Linked DNA regions of Mus musculus: regions 2 and 3 are each linked to region 1. Evidence: chromatin contacts called from public Micro-C and promoter capture Hi-C data. All regions are on one chromosome and are shown on one strand. Each heading gives the region's core, a stretch centred on a gene start, on an enhancer-like site or on the middle of the called end of the contact. The rest is flanking DNA. Distances are from core to core; before and after follow the strand shown. Region 1 holds the start of Phyhipl (phytanoyl-CoA hydroxylase interacting protein-like). Region 2 holds the start of Cisd1 (CDGSH iron sulfur domain 1). Region 3 holds the start of Ube2d1 (ubiquitin-conjugating enzyme E2D 1).

Evidence for each region. Promoter capture Hi-C pulls out the DNA fragments that hold promoters and counts their contacts. Hi-C and Micro-C count contacts between places; a contact is called where the count stands out from the background.
Region 2: a Micro-C map of embryonic stem cells shows a contact between it and region 1, with 3 times the contacts expected there. The contact joins the promoter of Cisd1 here to the promoter of Phyhipl in region 1. A contact is called at or near these places in 1 of 39 promoter capture datasets (cranial neural crest) and 2 of 484 Hi-C or Micro-C datasets (both in embryonic stem cells).
Region 3: a promoter capture Hi-C map of neural stem cells shows a contact between it and region 1. The contact joins the promoter of Ube2d1 here to the promoter of Phyhipl in region 1. A contact is called at or near these places in 1 of 39 promoter capture datasets (neural stem cells) and 1 of 115 datasets of contacts at active chromatin or transcription factors (embryonic stem cells).

Annotation. Positions count from the first base shown.
Region 1 is chr10:70,597,279-70,602,400 of GRCm38.p6, reverse strand. Phyhipl (phytanoyl-CoA hydroxylase interacting protein-like) reads left to right here and starts at 3,110. Exons shown (of 5, transcript NM_178621.4): 1 at 3,110-3,396. The coding sequence starts at 3,294. It overlaps D630013N20Rik (RIKEN cDNA D630013N20 gene), which reads left to right. Exons shown (of 4, transcript NR_045292.1): 4 at 1-1,352.
Region 2 is chr10:71,342,352-71,347,473 of GRCm38.p6, reverse strand. Cisd1 (CDGSH iron sulfur domain 1) reads left to right here and starts at 2,625. Exons shown (of 3, transcript NM_134007.4): 1 at 2,625-2,750. The coding sequence starts at 2,720.
Region 3 is chr10:71,282,052-71,287,173 of GRCm38.p6, reverse strand. It overlaps Ube2d1 (ubiquitin-conjugating enzyme E2D 1), which reads left to right and starts at 1,912. Exons shown (of 7, transcript NM_145420.2): 1 at 1,912-2,073. The coding sequence starts at 2,050.

The DNA.
Region 1 (5,122 bases), core at 1,861-4,360:
ACAGGGACTCTACAGGAAGACCAACAGAGTCAACTAACCTGGACTTTTGGGGACTCTCAGAGACTGAACCACCAAAGAATGAGCATGGACTGGAACTAGCCCCACACTCACATTCCCCCCACCCAATACCCTCTTATATATAGCAGATGTGCAGCATGGTCTTCATTTGGGTTCCCCAATAATTGGAGCAGGGGCTGCCCCTGAATCTGTTGCCTGCCTGTGGATCATCTTCCCCTAACTGGGCTTCCACGTTTAGCCTCAGTGAGAGAGGATACACCTAGTCCTGCAGTGACTGATATGCAGGGAGGAGAGGGGTGATACCCAGGGGTTCCCCTTTCTTGGGAGGAGTGAGGAGAGGAGCTGTGAGGCAGGACTTAAGGGGGCTGATATTGGAATATAAAATAAATAAGTAAATAAAATAATTTTAAAAAAAAGAAAGAGGTTCCATGAGCTTGAGGGTCATACCAAAGGATTTGGAATAGAATGAAGCCTTCTACTTCTATAATGTCTATAATGACACTCCTTTCTTCTGGTTGTTTCTAGTAGTTTGCTTTAAGATGGTGACTACAATCTTTGCCTGTGTATTTGTTTTTGTTTGTTTGTTTTCAGTTCAGCCTGGTGGCTTTTTTGACTGAAGAGTAGCACGTCTTTGGTAGTTTGAATATTTCCGGCCCAGAAAGTAAATATCATAGTGTTTGCTAAAGACACCTTGCTCTTAATATGGTCCATGGCCATTCTATTGGATATTGATCCAGCTGCATTTTTAGTACTGAGGAACTTTTAGCAGGAACAGGAACTCCTGCTTTCCCTGTTATGGTTTGAATCTGAAATCTCTGCCTCAGGTTCTCAGTCTAATTGATCTCGGTCTAGTTGATGCTATTGGGGAGACTGGAGAACTTGAAAATGGAGATCTGGAAAATGGAGACCTGGATGAAGAAGTGGGTCATTGGGCCAGGTCCTTGGGAGTGTATTATCCTTGACAGCTTCCTGCCACTATATACACTTTCTCATCTGCCATTTGTGAACATGGCTTTCCTCATTAAGATAGACTGACTATATCAAAACTGAACCAAAGGAAACCTTTTCACTTCTCAGACATGTTAGCAATTCGGTAATAGTAGTGGAAAAGTAATTAATACTTTTTCTTTGCCTATGATGTCCTGCTCACAGTTGACTGAATGTGGACCCCAACTGGGATATATATTCTCGGCACCTGGTATATTGTCCTGATACACTTGTAATATTTGTGTGAATTAAAGTTCTAATGTATACATATTATATCTTTCAATTGTGGGTAAGCTATTTTTGTAGTTTGCAGCTCCTCTTGTGATTTATAAATCTGAGAATTCTCTGAAAGATGAACCCACTGTGCTTTGGCTGTCAATATCTAGTTCTGCTGATCTAGGTTTTTGAACATAAGAAATTCACCATTTTTCTTGACAAACAGTAATTTACTCTCTCCTTAAGGTATCTCCTACCTTGATACTGGAATGTTTTTCCCAGCTCAAAACAAAGGTCCATCTCATTAATCCCGAAGTTCATAACGAGGACATTTCACTTAATGATACCAAATTACCTTACACGGATGTTTATCAACCTTCAATTGTGCCAAATTTCCTCACGGGTTTATTTTATCTAAAGCGGGGCCTTCCATTTTATGAGACATCAATTAACTAGATTTAGTTGTTTATGGCTAAATGGATGTGACTAGAAAAGGCAGCATATAGTAATCTATATGTAAATTGTTTTTATTGGTGAATATCAATGTTTGAAATTGGAAAATGAGTAAACATGGAACATAAATTATTACCAATAACTATAAATAATACAAGGGGGAGAGGGGCTTCTTTTGATCCCGTGATACCAAGAAAAACAAAATAACATTCCGAATCAGTAAATGAGAACAGAGGCCAACAGGCTGTCATCTATATAGGCTTTATTTTTAAAACCTTTGCACCATCAGAGTGCACTGAAATATCTTAGGTGCTCCTGAAAGCAATGGGGCGTGCAAATATGGCCATCACTGGAAGACCACAGGTCCCCCTTTCATTTTCTAGGGTAACAAAGAACAGGTGATGTGTTTCAGCCTGTATTTTTCAGTCAGAACAATGCCGGGCCCAGGGAGAGCACTGAAGACTTGTTTGTTAGCTGAGTGGGTGAGGAGGCAAGCTGACAAGTGGCTGTCACCCGGAAGCTGCCTCCTCAGCAGCCAGCCGCCAGCATCCTGTGTAGCCTCACCTGTCCCGCAGCACCGACCTGAGTTCGCGCTCGCTGCCCGGTGCAGTCCTCAGGTGGCCGCTCATTGCTCACTGCGGGGCCTGGTGAGGAACGGCGGCTGGGCGCGCAGAGCGGGGACCGGGAACCCTAGGCGGCTCGGGCCTCAGTTTCCCAATGTGTGTTCAACAAGCAACAGGCGCGCGCTCGCCTCGCCGCAGCCCGGGGTGGCCGTCCGGCTCTACCTGGCATTGTGAAAAGAGCCTAGCCGCCATCGCCGGGCGAGCGCGACGCGCCGAGCAGCTTGCCACAGCCCGCGCTCCTCGCGCGCTCCATCCTCCTTCGCTTCCAGCGGGAGAAGGCGCGCGGGAGAGCCAAGCGAGGGCGCGTGCGCGCGGCAGGCGGGGTCGGGATGCGCAGGGAAGCAGTGGGGCGCGCATGCGCGTGCGCGCGACAGGCGCCCCGGGGGGTACGGTCTACGCGCCCGCAGGTAGGTTGCGGGTGCGCGCCCCAGGACAAGGGCAGCGATGGAGGCGTGTCAGAGCGTGGGCGCGCCACTGGCTGGGAGCGGAGCCCTAGAGAGGAGAGCGGAGGGCGCGTCCGCGTCCGTGCGCGTACGCGCGCGCGGCAGGTAGGGGGCGGGGTCCGCGTGCCGTAAAAAAGGGGCGGGGCCCTGTGCAGGCAGGTAGGCGCGACCCCGGACCCCTGTCCTCCGTGCGCGTGTGCGCAAGGGCGGGCGGCAGGCAGGGGGCGGGGTCTGCGAGAGGTAGGAAAGGGGCGGGGCCCGGGTGCAGGCAGGTAGGCGCGTCCACCGCCAGCCCCGCCCCCGTGAGCGTGCGCGGCCCTCCCTTCAGGCGAGAGCGCGCTCTTCCCGCGCTCGCGCCGGCCGGCGTTCAGTCTACGAGCCGCGCACTCGAAGGAGCTTCTGCCGCCGCTGCCGCCGCCGCCACCACCACCGCCGCCGCCGCCTCGGCCGCGACTCCCGACCGGAGGTTGCCCTCGTCCTCAGCCTTCTCAGGCCTTTCCCGCCCTTCGCCCCGCCGGCCGCTGGCGCCTGGCTTCGACGCGGGGTCGCGAAGATGGAGGTGCCGCGCCTGGACCATGCCCTCAGCAGCCCCAGTAGTCCGTGTGAGGAGATCAAGAACCTCAGCCTGGAGGCCATCCAGCTGTGCGACCGTGATGGTGAGGAACGGAGGCACCGGCGGGAGACAAAAGGACGCGGGCGGAGGTGTCCGGTCCCTGGGAGAGGGCGCCTCTCGGGTCCGCGGGAGAAGGCTGCTGGAGGGAGAGGGCGCCTCTCGGGTCCGCGGGAGAAGGCTGCTGGGGGAAGAGGGCGCCTCTCTGGTCTTTAGGAGAGGGCGCCGCTCAGGTCCGCGGGAGAAGGCTACCGGGGGAGAGGGATCCAATGGGTCCGCGGGAGAGGGCTCCACTGGGGAAAAGGAACCGTTCGGATCCGCGGGAGAATGCTCCGCGGTGGAGAGGGCGCCTCTCGGGTCCGCGGCCCGGTGTTGCCTATTCTGCAGCAGGCAGATCTTGGGTCTCCCGACCAGGGACTTACCCGCCACCGCGAAGGCTAGACTGGATAGGCTTGAACAAAAACTTACCCATTCTCTTGCAAACCTCTGAACCCCAGGAGTGTCTGTCTAACTGGGGTGAGCCTCCTAGTATTTTAGTCGGGGACAGAAAAGCTGCGTTTCAGCACCAAGGACAGACACTAGGCTCTTGGTTCTGGGCAGGGATTATGAGGCTGTCAAAAATCCGAACAGGATATTGGTCCTTCCTCTACGTTTGCTGAGATTCGGTGTGTGTGCAGCACACACCATTGTGTGTTGATGTGTCAGTACTCTATTGTTAAAGTTGGCAGTCTACGAAAAGGAAATGACTGATCACAGGGTCCGAGTGTTAAAGTGCTAGCTAGCTAGTACTCTGCAGTGTGGGCACGGCGCTGTGTGTTGGGCTAGTTAGAGTATCAGTGTTGGGCACAGAATGGTGTGTTGGGCTAGTTGGAGGATAAGAGTTGTTTCAGTGATTTGGAATAAAACTTCATTTGTAAAGAAGTCGTCTGATTGCTGATTGGCCAAATAATTGTTAAATTCTGCATATAAAACCGGTTGACATGGAAATACGATTATCAGTGAAAATGTTCAACTGTATATGAGTAATAGCTATAGAACATTTTAAAAGAAAAGTTATGAGAGCTATTAATTGGTGCACGGTAAGGTCATTAAATGTAGCAGGATAACTCATATAGGAAACAAAGATCTTGATTTTTTTTAAAGGCATTGAAATGGACATTTAAGTCGACTGAGCACTAAAGTCCTGCTTACTAATAATTTTTAATTGTTAGTGTGAATTTATTTTTAATAATCTCTAAATGAAAATTCAAACTCTTTGAACACAACAAACCTTAACTTATGAAAGAGGTGTAGTCTGAATAATTAAGTATTCTTGTAAAGACTGTTTATTTCCTTTGTCGGTAGATTAGCTTTGTAAATTGCAGCTATTTTTATTTTCTCAGATTGGTTTCAGAGAAAACCAAGATTCTAATAAAAGTAGATTTGATTTTTATTTGATTCAGCAATTTATCAAATACTCATTCAAATAATAAGTGGAACTAGACAACCTAATGCTGTTCCTCAGACCTTAATAATTTCAGTTTTTAAAATTGTGTTTTCTGTGTTTATCAGGGGTGTCAGGGAAATGTTTGTTTAATAAAGTTCAGAGTACTAAGGTAGGCTGTGGGAGTTAGTTCTGCTTTTACTATATTCTGCTCTGGAGTTGTAGCTCTTTTGATCCATTTTTAGTTGTTTCAGTTGGCATTATGAATCCTGCAAAATGAGCAAATTATGTAACATTTAATTGAGGGGGATGTTGGGATCAAGCAATAGCTATAACAATAATCACTTAT
Region 2 (5,122 bases), core at 1,376-3,875, 750 kb before region 1:
GCAAGCACTTCAGGGAGCGAACTGGCGTCCGGAGTCCCTATGTGAAAAACTCATTAGACCTAGGAGACCCGCAGCAGAGCAACCCAGAGAGGTGACTGGTTAGGGGCAGACCTCCCACAACGCCCTGCCCTTTCAGATCAAAGAGACAGAAGCATCCTGACTGAAGATGTCTCTTCTCACACCTTCCAGTTGGCACCCTGCCCGACCACTACCTCAGAGTACTCATGACAAGTTTATGTGTTAGACATTGACAGTCATCTTAATTCATTTTTTTTTTTCTTAAGCTTGTTAATTGTGCTCAGGGAAGCCAAACGAGTGGGGTTTCTTGGAACTGGAGTAACGGGCATTATGGGCACACCGATGAGGACGCAGGGAATCAAACTTAGGTCCTATGCAAAAGATATATTGCTTTTAATCTCCTTTAAAAAAATTTTTTAATAATGCTTTTTTTAAAGATTTATTTATTTATTTATTGTCTGTGAGTACTCAGTACACTGCCACTGTCTTCAGACACCAGAAGAGGGCATCGGATCCCTTTACAGATAGCTGTGAGCATTATGTGGTTGCTGGGAATTAAACTCATGACCTCCGGAAGAGCAGGCAGTGTGCTCCTAACTGCTGAGCCATCTCTTCAGCCCCAAGGCTGAATCTCTTAAGTGCCAAACTCTGGTGGAAACAGAGTAACACAGTTCCTGCTGCTGGTACAGGGCCCTGGTGTGAGCCTCCAGATGTTGCTGAGCCCTTCGTGGAAAGTGTCCAGTGTCTTCTGTGGGCATAAGGCTTGTTTGTGTAATAAATAATGTACATGTTTTCACATCCCTTCAGGGAATGTCCTCTCTCTTAAGGATAATGACTCCATGATAATCTAAGACAGCATGAGTATTACAGGAGGCAAAGGTGTGGCTAATGTTTCAGCAAAATGGTAAACCCAGGACCTTCAGGATGCAATATGAATTATGAGGGGCTTCAGGACTCTAAAGGAGCAAAGACAACTGCACTAATGAGCCAGCTTGTCAGAAAGATACAAAGACAGGCAGATTCCTGAGTTCAAGTTCAGCCTGGGGCACAGCAAATCCAAGCTCAGGTAGAAATGGTCTTTTCAGGAGATCCACCCAGCTAGCTGATCCCACCCAGCTAGCTTAGCAACCGTGTGTAACACAGCAGGCAGATCTCGGAATTCTTTTGCAATGTTAAAAGAAAACATGTGCTTGCTGTTTTCCTAAGAATCAAAGGGGTGGGGTCAGGGGATGCTGATTCATAGGATAATCAAAAGAGAACCTGGAATAAATAATTGAATTGAGGTGTAAATTTAAAAAGAAAAATGAAAAAAAAAAAAAAAACAAACCAGGACTTTTGAGCTAGCAGACAGCAATAACAGTTCTTTAGAATTTCCTCTAAGCGGGGCGTGGTGGCGCACGCCTTTAATCCCAGCACTTGGGAGGCAGAGGCAGGCGGATTTCTGAGTTCGAGGCCAGCCTGGTCTACAAAGTGAGTGCCAGGACAGCCAGGGCTATACAGAGAAACCCTGTCTCAAAAAACCAAAAGAAAAAAAAAAAATAGAATTTCCTCTAAGGAGAGCAGAGCTGTATGGAGATCTCTGGAGATCGAAAACAGCTCTTCAAGAATATTTTCTTGAGAGAATTTCCGACTTGGTTTGAAGATCCAATAATTTTTTGTAGCAGTTTTTCCTGATAGCTTCTAGTTTTACTAGCAGAGAAAGCTATCTCAATCAGAATTTGTAAAATAGCAAGAAAATCTGTCTACATCAGAGCAGAACACAGAGAGAAAAAGAGAGAGAGACAGACTGAAGGAGGGAAAGAGGGCGGGCAATTTGGAAAGCCATCTTAGCAGAACCAAGGCCGCCAGCTTGGACCCAAGTCGTTTGTTTTCGCCGCTCCCAGGCACCCCTTCTCTCAGAACCCCTCTCCATGCAGAAGCTGGTCCTAGGCATCTAAGCCACTGCAGCCTTCTAAATCGTTTTTCTAAGTGGACAGTCTACTTATGTTTATTTATTCATGGCAATGCTGGGAATTGAAGGCAGAGTGTTGTGCATGTTGGGCAAACACCATACCGTTGTGAAAGCAGAGAGCCGCTGAGCTGCTTCACCAGCCGAAGCAAGTTGTTTTTGTTTTTGTCTTTCTGGGACTTTCTGGATGCATGAGTGGCAGGGTCAGAGGCTGAAGGGATGGAGGCCCAATGTGGCTAGAGGAAGCTCTAGACACAGCTCCATCGATGCCCGTGTGCCTGCACTGGCATCCTAAGGCAAAATCTGTCTTTGCGGGACCCACAGTGGAGCTGGTCAGATTTGCAGGACCCACAGCTGAGCTGGCCACACCTTGTGTAACTTATTACCAAAAGTCAAAGGATCGGCAGGCCATCGGCCGACAGTCCTGCAGGTACTTGTCCTGAGTCACCTGAAACGCTCTCAACTGGACCGACGGTAAAACCCGGCCTGGATAGGCTCGCCCGGGCGGCGCAGACGCAGTCACCGCCTTGGCGCCTAAGGCTATCCCGCGGTTGTCAAATCCTCACCCGTCTGCCGGGTTGGACCAGCTGCGCATGCGCGACTCTACCGGCGCGCCGGCACACGCGCTCCCAGCTTGCCGCGGCGCCTGCGCAGTGGCAGTGAGTGGGCCCCGAGGTCGCGTCTTGCCCAAGTCTCCGCGGTCCCCAGCGCTCGCTCGCGCGGTCCTGCCACGGCCTTCCTGCTGCCCGCGCCATGGGCCTCAGCTCCAACTCCGCTGTGCGAGGTGAGCCGCCCGCGGCCGGTCCCCGCCACCCTTATCCGGACTGTCACCTTGACCAGCACAAGGGCAGGCGCAGGCCTGCGGAGCGCTCGGGGGATGCTGGTGCGGGCCGGCATCCCGGCCCTGGACCACTTCCCGGGCCAGCCACGCTGTGAGCAACCAAGATAGCGGGGCGCAGTCCACCCCAAAACGCTCCTGCGCTTCCTGAGACCCTGACACCGGGGACTGGTCACGTCGTAGGTGTTTTGCTTTTGCTGGCTTTGTAATTCTAGGTAAAGAAACCCAATCCAAGGTCTTCAATTTCCAAGTTTCTTTCGTACTTTGCATCCGGCCGCTGGTGACAGTGGTCTGAGAAACCACTGAAAATGGCCTTTTTCCCTAGCGTTGAAAACAGAAGTTTGTAGAAATCTGACTAGAATTGAATTTGTGAAACTTGGCTAGTGTAAAGTCCCTGGTGATCAACTGTTAAAATTACTACAACCTGTGCGATATGCGTGACTGACTGCCCCGATATAAAAACGCCACACCCCAGGGTTTGGTTACTTCTAACCTTTAGTTGAGTAAAAGTAAAAAAATTAAATTACAGTGAGCCCCACTGATTCATTCAGCAAATAGGGATCGTCTATACTGCTCGGTTCTGTAACTATCCCTAACGTGACCAGTCCCCAACGTCAGGGTGTCAGGAAGGACGGGGGTTTTGGGGGGTGAACCGTGCCTCTCTAGCCTGGTTGCCCACAGGGTGACTGACTGGGGAAGTGGGACCTTAGTTTTGTAGTAGGTTGGTTCTATATACTGGAAAGTTCTACTTAATATCGACGAAACTGACTGGGCAGATAGGGAGAACAAGTTTTTTATTTTATTTTCTTAACATTTATTTGTGTGAGTGTGTCTGTACCTAGTGCCATGGCTTGTGTGGAAGTGAATAGATAACTTGTAGGAGCGGATTCTCTTCCACCCTGTGAGTCCCAGGGATCAAACCCAGGTCATCCATCTTGACAGCAGGCACCTTTTCCCACTGAGCCATCATGCTAAAGCCCATGCAGATAGTTTAAAAATACTACAGACAAAAAGAAATGATTCTCTGCAAACTTTATTTTAAAGGGTAGCCATTTGGGGACTCCTTTAAATGCATCCACTTTGGTGAACTTAAGTTTTCTTCGTGGTTTTTAAAAATCTGTTTTGTTTGTCTTTTTGAGACATGATCTCTATAGCCCAAGCTAACCTTGAAATCCTCTTGTATCAACCTCTGCAGTGCTGAACCTATATAGGCCTGCCATCACACCTGGAAAAACAGTGTTCTTGGTAATAAGACGGTTGCATAAAATAAAATGCTCACATGATTTGTGGTGCAGTTGTTTTAATTTCGTAGGAACACTTGTATGTGGGTGAGGTTGGGCAAAAAGATTGCAAAATGTGTTTTTGTTTGAAATCTGGGCTCATATTTCGTAAGCAGACACTAGGTCCTGATTTAGATAATGGAGCTATTAAAGACAAAGGAGGTGAGCCCCAAGAACTAGTCACACTTTGCAGGCTAGTCTTTCCTGCAGCCAAAAGGTAAGGGTTTAATTTGCCTTAATTTGTGGGCACAGGGAAGCTCAAAAGTGACTTTTCATTAGTCTTTTATTATCTAAGAAATATGAAACTTCTTGGTGAAGACCCTCAGTTGGCTTCAACTTGAAGTACTCACCTTTGTTGTGCTGGAAAACTTTTTTTTTTTTTTTTTTTTTTTTGGTTTTTCGAGACAGGGTTTCTCTGTGCCATCCTGGCTGTCCTGGAACTCACTCTGTAGACCAGGCTGGCCTCGAACTCAGAAATCCACCTGCCTCTGCCTCCCAAGTGCTGGGATTACAGACATGCATAACCACTGCCCGGCAACTTATTTTTTTTTTTTTAGTTATGAAAAACATAGAGATCATTATGAAGACTATACGGAGAGTCCTAAAGGTTTTACAAGTCTTTTCTACCAACCTCTTCCAACTCAGAGTTGGGTTATAGAATGCCTTGCAAATACACCCTCCCCCCAGCTCCCACTTTGCTTTTAAAGATTTACTTACCTTTGTGTGTGTGGGTGTTCTGCCTGCTTGTATGTTGGTGTGTCCTGTGCATGAAGTGCCCACCAAGGCCAGAAGGGGGTGTCAGTCAGTAATCCTGGAACTGCTGTTAGACCTGAATGTGGGGGATGGATGAACCCTGGTCCCCTGGAAAAGCAACCCATGCTCTTAAGTACTGAGGCCTCTCCCCAGCCCCTGCTATATGCATTTTAATGTTTGCCTCTTGTGTCTTGTAAAACTGTTGTGGTTTGTTTATTTATCTTTCTTACATAGAGCCTCATGCAGCCCGGGTTACTTTTCACTTGCGGAATAGCAGATGAACGC
Region 3 (5,122 bases), core at 663-3,162, 690 kb before region 1:
TGAAAGGCTCCTACCCACAGGGATACTGGAGGGTGTGCTTTTGGGATGGCTTAGTACCAACCTCCAAATCATCTTGCAGGAAGAAGAACTGTCTGGCAAGGAGTTACTGGGAAGCGATGCTTTCCCATGATGGTAGCAGGTAACCATGGCCTCACTTACAACATGACATCCAAAAGCCATTGGCATGGGAACACAGCACTGAATGCATCAGGAGCCCGAGACCAGCCTGCACATCTCTGACTTCATTAACAAGGTCACCATTTGGAAAAATATAAAGGTAGTCTTCCAGTTCTAGCGTGCAGGATGGTGCTCAGGTGTCCAGCTAGTCTCTGTACAACTCTTTGTAGGAGTCAGGACTTAGCTACTATTTTCCAGAAGTCTCTTTGATCAGTAGTGTTTTCTAACACTCCTGAGCTGGGGTTGGGATATGATCAATGAAAAGTGGTTCGCTGTGTACTTATTCTAGTGTGCATGAGACCCTGAGTTCCATGATCTGACACAAGAAGGGTTGATTTATGGTTTGGTCTCTAGCTAAAAAGATGAATTGCATTAATGCCACTCTTCTTTTGGGGTGAGATAAAGCAGTAATAATAATTAATAATAATAATAAGTGGGAAGACAATGTCTATAAAGTGTTGACAAGCAAGCATAAATGTAGGCATGGTGGGGCTTGTGTGTAAAATCAGTGCTGAGCAGGTAAAGACAGCAGATACCTGGCCAGGTTAGCCCAATAGGTGAGCTCCAGGTCCCTGTGAGAGACTCTGTCTCAAAAAACAAGGAGTACAGCTCCTGGGAAATAATTTCACAAACACACACACACACACACAAGGGGAGGGGGGGCGGATGGACAGGAAAGTAGACCAATATGCAGACAGAGCAGGACTGCTTGAGGGGACCTCTGCAAAGCACAGTCCCTCGAAGCTTTCTGGGCCGCAACCCATCTCTAGTTTCTGCAGAGGGCGTGGGGCTGGTCTTCTGTGGACCACTGCAAAGGCGGAGAAGAGAACTTCCCAGATGTGGCTGATCCAGCTGCAGAGACACTGTGGAAGCCGCGACAGTGAGCGTTGAGTGTTTTGAGAAGCAATATGGGATTCAAAACCATTTTAGATAAGGAATGGATTGACTTTAGTCATCAGAAACCTAAGACTGACCAACGCCGTCAGAAATCCAAGACTGACCTGCAGGTGCCAAGCCAAGAAGTCATGGTTGAAAGGACAAGCAAGATCTGAGATCACAAGAACTGAGAAGGGGCTGGAGGACACCTCAGTGGGTAAACTGCTTGCCGCAAAGCCTGAGGACCTGAGTTCGGATGCCAGAGACCACGTAACGGTTGGGTGTGTGGAAAGCTGTCTTCAATCCCGTTTTTGGGAGGTGGAGACAAAAAGACATAAAGGAAAACCCTGTTTCAAAAAAAAAAAAAGAAAGAAAGAAAGGAAGGAAGGAAGGAAGGAAGGAAGGAAGAAAGAAAGAAAGAAAGAAAGAAAGAAAGAAAGAAAGAAAGAAAGAAAGAAAGAAAGAAAGAAAGAAAGAAAGAAAGAAAGAAAGAAAGAAAGAAAGAAAGAAAGGTGGAGTACAATTGACGAAGACTCCTCACGCCCTCAGGGGCGAGCGGGGAAGAGTCAGAATTATCTGCAAAGGAAGTTAAGATCCGCCGCAGGGTCTGTGCGAGGAGGAGCGAGCCGTGGTTCACAGCAGCTCCTAGGAGCGACAGCTCACCTGCTGTCTGGGTTTTTGCAGATTCGAGACCTTGCTCTGCAGAGCGGCTGCAGGGAGCGGCAGCAGCCTGGTCGCAGCTGTCACCCACGGGTGACCGGACGACGTCCGCGCGGGCGGCAGAGGCCGAGCCTGGGACTACACTTCCCAGTGTGCCAGGCGGGCGGGGCGCGGCGGGGAGGGCGCAGGCTCCTTCCCAGCAAGCGAAGGCGGAAACAAAAGAGTCCGGCGCCGCCGCCCGCACACTCGCGCACCGCGCCCGGGCGCACACGGAGCAGCCCTGCGAGGCGGCAGCCCGGGACACGCGGACACTCCGCAGCCCCCGCCGCCTGCCCCATGGCGCTGAAGCGGATCCAGAAAGTGAGTGGCTGCCAGAACCGGCCTGGGTGTCCCCAAGATGTCCCCAGGAACCCGGGGCGCACGGTGTGGGAGGGGCGCGGACACTGGGGAGGCCGGGGTACGGATCGGCCCGCACAGGTGAGGCGTGCATCCGCAAGGTCTGGGTACTTGGAACCTCGGGGCGACCCGATCCGGTCGTGCCCTTTCCAGGATGAGCCTAGAACCTCGGGTGCGGGTGCCCGTGGGGTGGCCAGATTGTCCCGGGGTGTGTGCATCCCCGCTGGGCCGGGGCTTGCTCTGCAACGGGCGGCCTTCGTCCCCTATCCCGCTGTGCGTCCTCACAATGTCCCCGGAGCCCTCCTTGCTGTGTTCGCACCCCGGGTTCCCCGAGAGGGCAGGGAAGGTGTGGTGGGCCTACGGCCTTTATTCTCAGAGCGTGGGGCTGGGTCTTTCTGGGCTCTGCAGTCGGCTGGTGCTCAGTGGGAGGAAAGGGCTGGGAACGCGAGATTGGGGCCGAGGAGCCAGCAGAGAGCTCTTGCCCCTGCTATTTTGGTGGTTCTGCACGCAGCTGCCACTTCAGGTCACATAGCTGTACTGAGAACATAGTTGCTGATACACAGCAAGATGAGCTCCTGGCTGTGATTCATGGCTAGGTAAGCTAAGCAGGTTGTTGGTTTTGTTTTGTATTTTTTTCTTCACACCCTCACGATAAACTTAGATGTAGAGTTGAAGACACAACACTAAGGACCACAAATTAAATTGTTTGGATGCTTTGATGTGTGAATAGAGAATGAGGAAGACAATCGAAGGGACAGTCAGTCCTTACATAGGATCGGTTCCAACCCTCTCTTTGTATTCTTTACCGCACCCACTTCTCTTGTTGGCCTGTCCCCTATCTCAAGTATCTTTTAACATTTTACAGCGGTAGTCCTTGCTGCTGGGAACGTGGTGTTTGGGATCGCTTTAGAAGCAAATGCGCCAACAGTGGATAATGTGTTTGGTAATTGATTTCACAAGAAATGGTTGGCTCCCCAAACGTTTTATCAACCTTTCCAGCTACACTTGACTGAAAATGTTCTGAGTTAGAGTGGTAGGAAACAGGCATCTTTCGGTACTGAGGACAGCAACTTTTACCCGCAGCCAAATTTTCGTTTGTTTTTTGTTTATTTGTTTTTGTTTTTGTTTTGTTTTTGTTTTTTTTTTTTTTTTTTAATAAACCTTAGCTGTGTAGATCATCGCTGTTCTTTGTGCCGCTGAAGGTCAACTCGGTATAAAATGTTAAGATCAGCGTTTATTAAATAATGACGTTTTCTCGTTTGAAGATAACACGGTGGCACTTTATTTTTAACCATATAAACAAGCTTAATTTTGAAGCTGCAATCGTCATTACCGTGCCGATTTCTGAACGCCGACCAATCTACTGTTGGTTCCCATTTGGAAGTTTTCAAACTTTGCTTCCTTTCATGATGGTGAAGCATTTCCATGTGGCTTTGCACTCCTCTTCTCTCTCTCTGTCTCTCTCTGTCTCTGTCTGTCTGTCTGTCTCTCTCTCTTTCTCTCTCTCTCTCACACACACACAGTAGCTCTTAGATACCAAAGGAGTTATCTATAGTATATATCCATCCAGAGAAATAAGACATTATTTTATGTGTAGGCTTGATGCATCTTGTTGCTCATGCTAAGCCTGTGTATTTGACTTATGTTAATATGGCAAATTTCCACATCTTCTTTCTCTCTTCCTTCCTTCCTTTCTTTTGTTTAGTAGATACTGTGTGTTAAACAGAGTTGTCTAGTATGAAGATAACCTTAAATACAGCTGATGGGGAATCTGTGACAAACTGGTATTTTGGAGAAGACACCAGAGGTCACATGATCCTATAGTCCTGTCATTGACTGCCACAAATCACATCAGTCATACAAGCCAGCCACCCCTTCCCCCCCACCCCCCACCAGCTGATTCTCCCGTTTTCTTCCTTCCTTGCCTGTCATCTTGCTTAGAACCAAGTCTAGGGTGGACAGGCTGCACCGGGGGCAGCTACAGTGCCCTCTGACATCCTGTGTTCAGATTCTCATTTGAATCACGTTCAAATGTTGAGTTCAATGCTCACCTTTGGCCTTAAAAAAAAAAAAGATTTATTTTTAGTGTGCGTATCTGTGAGTACGTGCCACATGTGTGAGGGTGGCCACAGAGGCTAGAAGAAGGAAGAGAGGACAATCAGGTATCCTGATGCCAGAGCCATTGGCGGATGTGATGTGAGCTGTCTAGTGTGAGTGCTGGGAATTGAACTTGGGTCCTCTGGAGGAGTAATAAATGTTCTTCACTGCTGAGCCATTTCTCAAGCCCCTACCCCCCTCCTCCTCTTCTTCCTCCTCCATCTTCTTCTTTTGAGTATCTTTTAAAGCAATCAGAAAACTTCAGGCCATTGGGCAGTGCTATTTCTTTACCTAAAGTATCAGGCCTCAAAGCTCATAGAACTCCAGGTTTGCAGTGGTGTAGCCAAGAGTGCAGGCAAAGAGACAGTCCCTAGGGCAGGGAGCAGAGTCACAGCAGAGCCCAGGGCTGCCAGTGGAAAGATGCTGAACCTCCAGGTTGAGGTGGGGTTAACATGGAAAGGTCAAAAGCCCTGATGTTCTCCTCTGTTCTCTTTATTCAAAGAGGGAACCTGAGGCGGGAGTTGGGACGAGTTTTTCCCAGGCTTAATCTCTTGAGAAGTGATTTGGCACATTTGAGAATAATGGTCACAGCTTCTCATTTCTCCACCTATGAAAAGAACAAAGATGATGTTGGATTAAAACTGTCTTTCTACAAAGCGTGTGGACATAGGCGCTTCAAATAGATCCCCATGCTGGAGTAGACTAAAGGATTTAATGCTCTAATTTAGACACCCTGTGCCAGTTCTGCATTTCAGCTCATAAATTTACACACCCGTGGCCTATTTTTAGACATAGAGAAAGATGTTATTACAGCCGCCTAAATCACTGAAGGGATAAAGTTTGAGCAAAATCGGAGGGGAGAAGCCTGCGGTAGATTTGACAAAAGAGAGCAGCTTTCAGTTGGGTGTCTATTGTT